Regions from separate parts of the Mus musculus genome. Here region 2 is linked to region 1. The links are chromatin contacts, called in public Hi-C maps. All regions are on one chromosome and are shown on one strand. Each heading gives the region's core, a stretch centred on a gene start, on an enhancer-like site or on the middle of the called end of the contact. The rest is flanking DNA. Distances are from core to core; before and after follow the strand shown.

Region 1 (2,700 bases), core at 103-2,602:
TGCCGTTCCCCTACATTGGGGCATTGAGCCTTCACAAAGTCCAGGGCCTCTCCTCTCATTGATGTCCCACAAAACCATCCTCTGCTACATATGTGACTGAAGCCTTGAGTCCTTCCTTATGTACTCTTTGGTTGGTGAGACTCCCCCTTTTCAACCACTAAACAGCTGTAATTTTTTGTGTTGTTGTTCTTTCTTTATTGCAGTGGGAGAGCAGTGTGTGTGTGATACCTACTGTCTTCCAAACTCACAAAGAATCCACCAGAATAAGAAAATGGACTATTTAAAACTATGTTACATTATGATTTTATCTTAGCTTATCAGATAATGTGACAACTGTCTTGAAGGCTAAGTAGAAATCTAATGTGGATTCTACCACGACACCTTGAAAATTCTATACTAATGATTTATTGTGATGCTTACTATGAAAACTCACATTAGAAGAACTTAATTTTTAGCACTACTTTTAAAAGTAACTAATCTCGAAACCCCTACAAAACAATCTCTCATTAAATAATATCCATCAAATAAATAATTTATTAGTTGTGTAACAATGTTTAGAAATTTAAAGTGCATGGACTGGCTCAGTCAGGAAAACACCTCTTGCATAAGCATTAGGATGGCCTGAATTCAGACTCAGCTTTCATGTAAAAGCCAGACACAGTGTTGCACACCCCTAACTATGTAGCTCAGGCTATATAACTGGGTTAAAATTTTGGTTAGTCTCAGAAGCTTATTGGCCAACCAACCTAACTAAATCATAAGTTATAGAGTCAATAAAAACAAAAAATAAAAAAAGAACCCCCAAAATGCTTTCTAACAAAATGAGATGGAGAATGTCTTACACACACACACACACACACACACACACACAAAAACCCCTCATACATGCACACCCTCATTATAAACCCATATACCCACCTAAAAGCCCCACATCCCACATCCCCCCAGAAACAACCCCTACCCCCACACTGTACCCACACATACCACACACATGCAAACACCCCTCACATATATACAAACAGACATATAACACACACACAAACACACACCACATACTCACACACCCACACATACACCACACATACACACACACACATACCCCCAACTCCCAAATACACACATACCCATACCATACACACATATATCCACACGTATCACATTCATACATGCCATATCCCCTCCCCAGAAACTCATACCCGTCCCCTCTCACATACACCCACTACATACAAGCACACACTACTCATTAACATACTCACACACAAATATACAAGCATACAACACGCACTACACATAAACACACAACACACATTAACACATACACATCCATACATACTACACACACATCCATACACATTACACTTAAACATACAACACATATTAATACACACTCACACACACACACCACCATACAGCACACACACTTTAGAATTATTTTATTTACGTTCACATTTGATATCGTGAACTTGGAAGAAACACAAGTGCTTAGAGTGGGAGAATAAGGCTGGCTTTTAAAAGCTAATTCTAACAAGACTAAGACTCATGTTTCACTGGACTTGGCAGTGTCTCTTTTCTCTCCTTCATTCTTGCGTAACTCTTTGGATGGCATGTATTGATCAGGATTGCTGTGTGGTTTGTGCTAGAGGATGGAGAACATTAAAAGAGGCATTAGTCATAACTTCCTCTTCTATAAAAAATGCAATCATGACACAGAAACTGACGTGCATGAGTGCGTGAAAGAGGGGTTAGTGATGGCTGACCCTTCCTAAGGACTCCTCCTTAATGAGTTCCCTAAAAATTTACCCAGGAATCCTCTTCCTGAGCAATTCCTCTAAGGCATTTAAAAAATATTTTTAATATTTATTTATTCATTTTATGAATGTGAGTACACTGTAGACACACCAGAAGAGGGAATTGGATCTCACCTCATACAGATGGTTGTGAGCCCCCATGTAGTTTCTGGGAATTGAACTCAGATCCTCTGGAAGAGCAGTCAGTGCTCTTAACCACTGAGCCATCTTTCCAGCCCCGCATTGTTTTATTTTGACTGTGCCTTTTTTCTTGTTGAGGCTGTTGGTGAGTGTCCCCCAAGGAGTGTCTACACACTCCTCATCACATACCTACAGGCTCCCCATGTGGCTCTTCTTGTCCTTTCCAGTCTTAGGTCTCAATACCATTCGAGAACAGAGTTGATTTTCCACCAAACTGCATGGAACACTATTTTTTGACACACTTAAGGCATCACACCCTGGTTTACATCATTATTCTTCCTTCCTTCCTTCCTTCCTTCCTTCCTTCCTTTCCTTCTTCCTTCCTTCCTTCCTTCCTTTCTTTCTTTCTTTCTTTCTTTCTTTCTTTCTTTCTTTCTTTTTGTTTTTTTTTTTTTTTTTTTTTTTTTTTTTTCGAGACAGGGTTTCTCTATGTAGCTCTGGCTGTCCTGGAACTCACTTTGTAGACCAGGCTGGCCTCAAACTCAGAAATCTGCCTGCCTCTGCCTACCGAGTGCTGGGATTAAAGGCATGCGCCACCATGCCCGGCTTTATTCTTTCTGTTTCTCAAATTTATAGTCCAAATCCATTCACCACCCACAGCACAGACAGGGTAGTTGCTATTTCATCAAGTCTTTACTCCTCTCAGGAGTGATCCTCCCGTGCTTACATCATCTTGAGAAGTGTACTTCTTTAGAAGTGTCTTTTTGAACTT
Region 2 (2,700 bases), core at 111-2,610, 170 kb before region 1:
TTGCCATACTCTTTTAGCAGAACACTAGTATTTGGTTTTCTCCTAGGTCCCTGGCCTAACTAGTTTCAGGTTCTTGACCAGCTGAGACATGTTACACATGGACTCTGTCTCATAAAACAGGCCTTTGGGTCAGTGTTCTATCGCAGCGGTGTAAAAGCAAACTGTGACACTGGCGTGTGCCTAAAATTGTCCATATGGAATTTACTATGCTTTTCTTTCCAGAAAGTGTCCTTAACGACAGCTATTCCTTTATTTTCTTTTAATGTGATTTTAAAAATCTCAAATCTGAGGCATTTGCTCCACTGGGGACTACTACCTGTGGGAAACTTGATGCCAAAATATTTTCACAAATATACAAATGATGTCTGTGTTGGCTAAGGAGGTCACCCGCTCAGATCTCCTTTCAAGAGAATGTGTTGCACAGATGTAGCTCTGCAGACAGCTTCCATGTGCTGCCCCGAATAGTCGGCTAGAATGTTTCCTGGAGGCCAGGTTCATTGAACATGACTACAACTTCTGTAATACAGTGGTTCTCAACCTGTGGGTTTCAACCACTGTAGGGGTTGAATGACCCTTTCATAGGGGTGACATATCAGATATCCTGCATATCAGATATTTTTATAGTGGGGCGGCTCACCACAACATGAGGACCTGTATCAAAGGGTTGCAACATTAAAAGTTGAGAACCACTGATCTGGTAATTGAGCTATGGCAGGGCTAGAGTGTAGCCATTGCTACTCAACTCAGGATCCTCTGGGAACAGTCTTTGGCCTGAAGCGCCACTTAGCAGAGACTCTCATATTCAAACTTCAGTTGGAAACTCCTGAAAACATCTCTTTCTCCCCCCCCCCCCTCTCTTTTTCTCTCTTGCTACAAGCATCAGAACAGCACCATGGTCTGGAAGCACTCAGACATGTAAAATAGAAATAATCTGAACAGGTATGCTGAACACGCAGAACAAGGTAGAGTCTCTGTGTATATGTGCATGTACTTATGTTTCTGGGGATCAAGCAACCCATCGTTATCAGACATACTATAAAGCACTCTGCCATGGAATTACTGAGTCATATCCGATACCTGAAGTTGAATAACTTTAATGGTCTGGTTGCAAGTCCAGGCACAAGTTTCAAGGGCTCTACATCCAGTGGCTGATTTCTCCTTCCTGAATTCCAACTAGCACAGTGTAGTCTTGTTTGTGTCTGGGGAAAGAAACCTGTAACTGACTCCCTCAATTCCTATAGCTTGTTTAGAAACTACAAGTTAGAAAAAGCTAAAAACAGCTCACTATAGTCCTTGATGAGCTGTCTATGAATGTGCCTGGACATTTTCAGTCTCTGACTCATGTCTACCGATCCACAAATGTCTGACTGCAGTGGCCATACAGCGAGAAGTAAACACAGCAATTTACCAGTTCAGCGTTATTAGCCAGCTGACTAACCTACTGTTTTTCCTAGAACAGTCAGTCTGCCATGCATGTTTTAACAAGGCAATGATTAAAAATATGACTAATTGAGCTTTGGTAGAAAGCGTTCATAATGTTCTGTTCAAGAAATGAAATGAGTCAATGCTGACTTTTGGACATTGATAAAGCAGGGGCATTGCCGCAATACCGTGCAGCCATGGCCTTTATCAAGCTGCTGAGCATGGCTGCCTGACTCTTAACAGCAGTGGGGATTTTGATCAGTGTCAGGCTGATGTGTTTCGTGTTTTCAAATTCATGTCCCAAGACAAGGTGACATTATTTATAGGTATTTGTAATCATGAAATTTTAAGAGTGCGGGAAAAGCAATCAATGGCTATTGTCCAAGTTGATTAAAAGTAAACCAATTTCACATAAAACTACCTTTCCACTCAGGCTTTAACAGAGCTAAGGCTGGCTACGGCTGTGGAGGGAGATAGTGGAGTGCTTGCTTGAGCTCTGAAATAAAGTGGCAAAATGTAATTATTGACTTTGCTTTGGATTTCCTGTTAAGATGAAAATTATTCAAAAATGTTTTTTTTTCTGTGTTAAAAAATGTGTTTTGAAAAAATGACTATTGACATTAAAGTGACTGGTCATCCCCCACCTCCATCCCTTCCTTCATTTTGCAACCTGGTAGAAATAGGGAGCTTTCAAAAGAAAAACAGAAGCACATTTTTTCTTGTTCTGTGTTTGTCTCAGTTCTGCATTAATCATGAACTATAATAAAACATAAGCAGCATCTGATTTTCAGTAAGCAGTTATTGTGCTGTATGTCAGCATCGTCGTAAGCGCTGGAGGTTGGATGTCAGGGAAACCTGATGAAGTGAGTCCGGAGGGAGCACAAAGGTGACACGAAGTGGCATGTAAATATGTATGAAGTTGCCTCCGCAATGTAACATGTACTCTGGGGGATAAGAAAACTGTAAGGTGGACTTCATGGGAATGGGTAAGCCACGTATTGTTAGGGGACCACGAGACTCTTCTTCCAAGCCTGGTGAGGACTACACTGAGATGCTTAAATAACCTCAGCTATAACTCTTTACTGATGATAGTGAAGATGATATAAAGAAATGCTGTTCTGTGTGCTCATTTGATTTGATCATGCTTAGCTTTAAGTGATTTAAATAATTCAAATGTATTTAAATGTGCAAAACTCTGTTTTAATTAGGGAAAACAGACTTCAGTGATGGTGAAATGATTTTCTATTGATTAAAAACATTCATTTTTTTGTTTCAGCT

What was found. A called contact is a pair of places that touch in the nucleus more often than the background predicts.
Region 2: a Hi-C map of adipose-derived mesenchymal stem cells shows a contact between it and region 1, with 2.2 times the contacts expected there. The contact joins two enhancer-like sites. A contact is called at or near these places in 5 of 484 Hi-C or Micro-C datasets (the AML12 cell line, adipose-derived mesenchymal stem cells, cortical neurons and 2 more), 1 of 115 datasets of contacts at active chromatin or transcription factors (embryonic stem cells) and 1 of 9 other capture datasets (embryonic stem cells).

What each region holds. Positions count from the first base shown.
Region 1 is chr8:64,356,198-64,358,897 of GRCm38.p6, reverse strand. No RefSeq gene overlaps it. Among named protein-coding and RNA genes, the nearest start is that of Gm35521, 63 kb to the left of the region's middle. Within about 2 kb of position 1,352, at least 9 of the 459 cell types and tissues checked have an H3K27ac peak or open chromatin away from gene starts, as enhancers often do. A contact at or near this core is called in adipose-derived mesenchymal stem cells, where this site is marked.
Region 2 is chr8:64,521,546-64,524,245 of GRCm38.p6, reverse strand. No RefSeq gene overlaps it. Among named protein-coding and RNA genes, the nearest start is that of Mir710, 8.5 kb to the right of the region's middle. Within about 2 kb of position 1,360, at least 51 of the 459 cell types and tissues checked have an H3K27ac peak or open chromatin away from gene starts, as enhancers often do. A contact at or near this core is called in adipose-derived mesenchymal stem cells, where this site is marked.